2 separate regions of the Sus scrofa genome follow, and region 2 is linked to region 1. A link is a contact called in public Hi-C data. All regions are on one chromosome and are shown on one strand. Each heading gives the region's core, a stretch centred on a gene start, on an enhancer-like site or on the middle of the called end of the contact. The rest is flanking DNA. Distances are from core to core; before and after follow the strand shown.

Region 1 (3,207 bases), core at 210-2,709:
GAGCAATGACAGTGAACCAGAAGCTTAAATAACTTGTAAAGGTAAATAATAACAGCCTTTAAAGAAACAGTTTATTAAACCCAGGATCAAATGGATTTGGGAAAAAAAAAAAAAAAACTTGGTCAAATGAAGTTCACCAAATAAACCGCAATGAACATTAAACTTATATCCAACAAGACTAAATGATGACAAGTTTAAATTTCCTACATAGTTTCCCGATTCTGCTATGCTGTAAACTGCAAGTACTTAGCAAATCGTCATACTTAGTAAGCTCTGTTGTCAAAAGGACGAGTTTATCTTGTCTCAAAATAATTCATAACGATACGAAGGAAAAAAGTTTACCACTAAGCTGTTAAATACTAAACCAAGAAATGGCAATAACTACAGACCAGGGAAAAGGCACATAACAACGGGTCGCCTGTTCAACTATATCAACGCAACTCTACTGGTGAAAAAGGTAGAAAACAAGCTGCTCAAACTCGGAGAGATGCTGAAAAAAAATTTCAACCCAGCACGTGGCTCTGGGTAACCTTCCCCACCATCAAAAAGAGTCGTGAAACCTGAGCTGCTGATTCACCACTCCTCGGTTCTGCCTGAGGGCCTCCCCCAAAAGAAGTAAAGTCTGCAAGCTCAACCCCCTAACCGGCGGTGGGTTGCCCTACCCTTGGCCACTCCAACACCTGAGGCCACAGGGCTAGGCGTACTACTCAGGCCAACACAGTGCTGACCTTGCAAGGAAGTGAGCGCTACCCAAACGTTATGAAAAGGTACTGGGCTCATTACAAGTGTCCCCACTTTTGCTCTGCCATCGACACGCTCTGAGGAAGAACATCTCAGCCCTACTCCGGAGAACCTCGGACAGGTGAAGTGGCTGGAGCCTGAGGAACACGATGGGCGAGAGAAGTCGCTGGTGAAAGCAAAAGGGAGAAACCTGGGCTTAGCTCGACCCCAGGAGTGTCTGGTCGGTGTCTGAGCAGACCAAGGGTCTTGGGCTCGGTGGATGGCGAGATCCACTGCTTCGGAGCAACTTGGGGCCCCCAAGACAGTCCCACCTCCGCCTCGCGATGTGCTATCAGCACCTCCCAGATTCACAGCGGAGTCGGCGGTGGCCTGAGGTTGGCCTGGGGACTCCTGCCGCGCCTCTCCTCCCTTCTGGGGAGCCAGCCCGCCGCCCTCCAGCCACGGGGGCTCAGGTGTCACCCGCACGAGCGCCCAAGACAGCGCCCGCCGCCCGGTCCCTACCTCAGCCCTCTTGGCGATCCAGCTCAGGCGCGCTTCCCAGTGACGGTTAAATCCGACCCCCCCCTTTACTGCAGCTTTTCGTCTCCACCCACAACACCGAGACGCCTCACGTGACCGCCCCTGCTAGAAAACAGCTGCTCCCCGCCTTCGCCGGCCTCTGCCCTGGCTGCGGGGCCCAGGATCCCCGCGAGGTGGAGGGCGGGGCTAGGCCTGGCCTCCTATCCAGGAAGTGACGTCAGGCAAAGGGTGCCCGCCTCCAGAGGTGCGCACCGGAGTTGTGGGACCAGCCCTCTCTGGAAACTACGTTGAACGTAGTTTTGTGGTAAGAATTTTACCATATTTTCTGTAACTTTATTTTATAAGTTAACTTTTGGGAAATGGAGGCTAAGAAACGTCATTTGCCCGATAGGTGAGGAGAAGACTACAACTCCCAGGAGGAATTACGGCCAGCATTGGCCGCGGCTCCTACTTTGCATCATGGGACTTGTAGTCATCATCGGCTTGAGCTGGTTCTACTAGGTTACACATTGTTTCTTGGAATTAGCAGGGCTTTAATGGATGGCAGTAGATCCTGGGTGTGGGAAGATAGAATGCTGCTTTACAACCTATTCTCCCTACATAATTCGGAACTCCTTGTTGGCAGAGAACTTCTGAAATTCTTCAGGGTGGTGGTGCTGGTCTCTTTGCTTGTTTGTTTTTTAAAATCATCTTGAGAGCAATTTTATCTCAAATAATGTAGTCTTGAATTTGTTAGACGTGCACATATAAAGACCTGAAGATTATAAGGAAATTCGTCTTTTATAGCCAAATATTAAAATTCAGATCAGCCTGCGAACCTGTTTATTATTAGAATTGAGTGATTTGATTTAAAAATCATTTTATGATTTTTAAGGCTTTGGAATATTCCCAAGACTGAGGAAAATTGAGAGTTGTAATTTCCAAATGAGCGTAGGAAGATAATCTGGTTTATAGCATAATAATGGTTTTGGACTGATAATTTTCTCTTCCAGTGTGAACGAGAGATAAAAAGAGAATTCTATAGAAACAGTAGATTAAAACATGAGGTAGTTTTCAGGATAAACTTGGCTGTCTTGGCCCTGAGATAGCAGTTATATCCATGAGATCTGTAAGTGAATAACATTATAGAAAGAAAAGAAAAGAAAAATGAGCCTTGGGATATTTCCCTCACTCGCGGTCAGGGCTGCAGGTGGGAGCAAAAGATACGTTTGATGTGGAAAAGCTGATAGTCTAATATCAAGGAGGCCAAGGCTTATTAAACTTTTAAGTCAAGGTATATGAATATTCTAGTTGGCAGGAGGATAAAGATCTAGACTAGAACATTGAAATTGCCGAAGAAGAACTTCCTCCACAGATTATTGAAAGGAGCATAGAGGATATACATCCTATATGTATGCTTTATCTTTTGGAATATCTGATATGATGAATATCTAGATTTTACTTTCAGAAAATGAACTGAACCTTTCTTAAAAATATTTTAAAGGATGTAATTGACATATAACATATTAATTTCAAGTGTACAACATAATGATTCATATTCGTATACACAGTAAAATGATTATCACAATAGGTCTGGTGAACATCTGTCACCATACATAATTTGAATTCTTTTTCATGTGATGAGGACTTTCAAGATTTACTCTCCTAGCAACTTTCAAATATGTAATACAGTTTTATTAAATGTAGTCACTGTGCTGTACATTACATACCCATGACTTACTGATTTTATAACTGGAAGTTTGTAGCTTATAACCAACTTTCGCTCATTTTACACAACCCCCATCTCTGGCAAAGCTAATCTGTTCTCTGTGTCAGTGAGCTTGGTTTTTAGTTAGTTTGTTTTCTTTTTCAGCTGCACCCCCCTGTGGCATAAGGATGTTTCTGGGCCCAGAATTGAATCAGAGCCAGAGCTGCAACCTATGCCACAGCTGTAGCAATGCTGGATCC
Region 2 (3,207 bases), core at 460-2,959, 110 kb before region 1:
CTGTTTCATACCAAAAAAGTAGGTATACATTTGTCAAAAAGGGAAGAAAACTTAAGTACCTAATACTCCGCAAAATGTTTGTCTCTTTCAAATTGGAAAAATGTACATGCGTGCAATTTTGAGACTTGGGTGACCAACTAAATATTAGATGCAAACCAAGAGGAGCCAGTGGGAAGAGTTAAGATCAAGACAACTTCCTGACAGCTGACACCATCCTTCTTATCCATCCAGAAGCTAGGTGAGATTTAGGATACTCACTTAACATACCCTGAATCTTAACTCTCTTCACTAGTCCAAAGGAGCTGGTATCTGGCCTCATTCCAGATACTTACATTTTAAAAAGACACCTGAAGTTGGAAAGGAAGATGAACTATGCCACAAATGGTAGATATCATGGACTGCTGGGGGTAATCAGGTATACCTGAATTAAGTAATTTACAGTTAAAGTCTAACTGGCTAAGATTCCCAGTGAAAGGTCTGCAAGGAACATAAGTTCTTGCCTGCTTCATGGCTAGAGATGACAACCAGTGGTGAAAGATGCATATCAGAGTGCCGTAAGTAACAAGAACCCAGCAGGGATTGTGTCCTTTTGCCCACCGCCCACAACAAGTATCACTTATCAATTGTGTGGCACTCCCACTAATTCTGAGCTAAACCCCAAAGTCCTTCTCAACAGTAATCGGGTCCCTGCTACCAATGACGGAAGCTGCAATGCGAGATAAAACCTATTTTGCCACCCGATGTAGTATGAGCCAAAAGTGATTGCAAACATTTGGGGAGAAAGCGAAGTACCAAAGACTGAGCATTCTGTGTGGCTCTAGCGCTTCCGGAAAGTGCGGGTTTCCCATGTCCCTGAGGCCTGTGCCACACCACCCCTGACTATGGGATTGATTACAAGGCCCCTCACTTCAGTGGGGAGAGATCATCACCTTTTACTGCTCTTAAGTGCAGCTAACTACTCTTGAAAGCTTTTCTGTGGGAAGGACTGTATATTATACCCTTACGTGGTCCCAGCACCAAAAGAAGTGCTCAGTAAATGTTTGCTGAAACAGGGATCATCAGAATCTGAGGGACAAGCTGAGTGAGCTCAAGGATCATCTGGAAGAAAAGCTAAGGGCCTTCTCACTAGAAGCTCCTGAGCAGTCCGCGAAAACCAGGTTAGAAACTGATTTCACCCAACTCCTCCGTCTGACAGCCAAGGAACAGATAAGCAAACAAAAAGTTTGGGAAAGGCATGTGGCTTGCCCAAAGTCGCAGGGGCAGGATCAGAGGGGAACTCTCCCGACTCCCAGACCAAAGCGCTCCCCCGCCCCTTCCCAGAGCTCATCAGAAAGGAGTGGGCGCGATGAGACTTCCTGGCAAGGCGCCCTGGAAAACCAAAGCTAACATTGCAAGGTGTTTTCAGGAATTTCATGGTTCCCTTCCAAGGAGACCAGAGGTCTCCCAAAATCTCAAGGGCAGCAAAAACAGCACAGACACATCTCATTGCAGACCCATGAGGGACACGCCCGCCCTAACTCCTGAGACTCCGCCTCAGCCCACCGCCTCCCGTCATCCGCTGCCTCCGTGGAGGCAGAGCGGCGTCCGGATCTCCCGCGGCCCGGGGCTAGGGGCTCCTCGATCACCTCGCTGGCGGCAGTGTTCCACCTGGCAGTGCTGCCCAATGTCCAACTCCGCCATCTCCGTGCGCGGCGAGGGGCGGGCACAGCCGGGGGGCGGGGCGATGGCGCGCGCGGTGCCTGCTGGGAGTGGGGGCGGGCCCAAGGGCGGAACCTACAAGTGGGGTGGGCTGCGGAGCAAAAGTGGTCTGGCTGCTTTCCTTGCTCTGATTTCTGTGTATTTGCTCCCTGGTCGCCTAGGGAGGCAGACGGAGGAAAGGGCTGTTGGTCTGATATTTCCGGGCAGGAGTCCTAATGCCCAGTCCTTAGGAAAATACCCATCTGCCTTTTTGGAATGTCGCGTACGTGGGTTTCCTCCTGGAGTCCCGGACGGCCTCACAAGGATTTTGTTGTTGTTGATTAAATTAATATAACGCCATATCTCTAGGAACCAACACAGTTTGGCACAAGTATATGCAAGAATCAAGGGAAGGAGAACTGACACTGGTTCAGTTCTTGACTTGTCCTACACTAGTGTTATTTGATTGTATAGTTTAAAGTAAATGCTCCTTGCAAGGGAGTCAAACTTTTTCAAAAGTAAAGTTTTCCCTCCTTCCCTCCCTTCCTTCCTCCCTTCCTTTCTACATTGTGGCAAGAAAAAAAAAAAAAAAAAAAAGTCTAGCTCTTGAGGTCTCAAGTATGTACTGAGCCACATGGTTCAAAGGGCGCAGCCTCAACACAGAAAGCTTGTGGTGATTCCATTGGGATGTAAGGAGCTTCATGCGCTTGATGAGCCACTTCAAAGGTACTGAGGAAAGGGACGCTCTTCTAGGTGGGGTGCAGATGGATGCCATTCCACTGACGTGATGTTAGGGTGACAGACTGACAGGACTCAGTGGATGAGTGACAATCAAAGCTATGCTAATGAAAAGAACTATGAAAGTATCCATTGCCTTTTATATAACTTTGACTATTTTCATATCAATATTCATTGAGAAAGAGGGAAGTGTGGGATTGAGAAACATGTGATTTACTTCAAGATTTGCTCTTGAATAAATCTATTTAAAAATGTTCATCTCAGACTTCTTGGGTCTCTAGAGGAACTTCAGATTTTAGAGCTGGAAGTAATGGAAATTATCTCACTATCCCAGCCAACTTTTTAAAACAGGATCAAAGAAGTTAAATGATTCGTCCAAATTAGTGGAAGAGCCAAGACTAAAATCCAAGTATCAAAGGCTTCTGATATTCTTGAATTTAAGAATCAGTGGCTTATCTAGATTGTGTATGTTTATTTTTACCTCATTGGGTCAACCAATATTAGCAGATTTTCTAGATTTTTGCTGTTAAAGTGCTCTGGATAGATGGTAAATATTTGTTTATTAGTCCAAATGAAATGGAAACATTTCCATGGTTTGGTTTAGGGTCTGGTTTGTCTATGTGTAGCTCAAGGAGAGCTCCTAACTTTGTTTTACACTTGTTTGTTTATTGTCTGTTTCCTCGGCTAGAATGACAGTCCCATAAGGAAAGAGACTGTCTCATTCACAGCATTTCCAGTGTCTACAAAGTGTTGATATGTAGTAAGTGTTAATTAAACATTGATCGCTTTTTG

The links. A called contact is a pair of places that touch in the nucleus more often than the background predicts.
Region 2: a Hi-C map of skeletal muscle shows a contact between it and region 1, with 6 times the contacts expected there. The contact joins the promoter of ZFAND1 here to the promoter of SNX16 in region 1. A contact is called at or near these places in 4 of 47 Hi-C or Micro-C datasets (heart right ventricle, liver and skeletal muscle) and 2 of 2 datasets of contacts at active chromatin or transcription factors (alveolar macrophages and skeletal muscle).

Annotation. Positions count from the first base shown.
Region 1 is chr4:54,799,615-54,802,821 of Sscrofa11.1, reverse strand. SNX16 (sorting nexin-16) reads right to left here and starts at 1,459. Exons shown (of 8, transcript XM_001926702.5): 1 at 1,243-1,459.
Region 2 is chr4:54,907,383-54,910,589 of Sscrofa11.1, reverse strand. ZFAND1 (AN1-type zinc finger protein 1) reads right to left here and starts at 1,709. Exons shown (of 8, transcript XM_003361194.4): 1 at 1,626-1,709. The coding sequence starts at 1,680.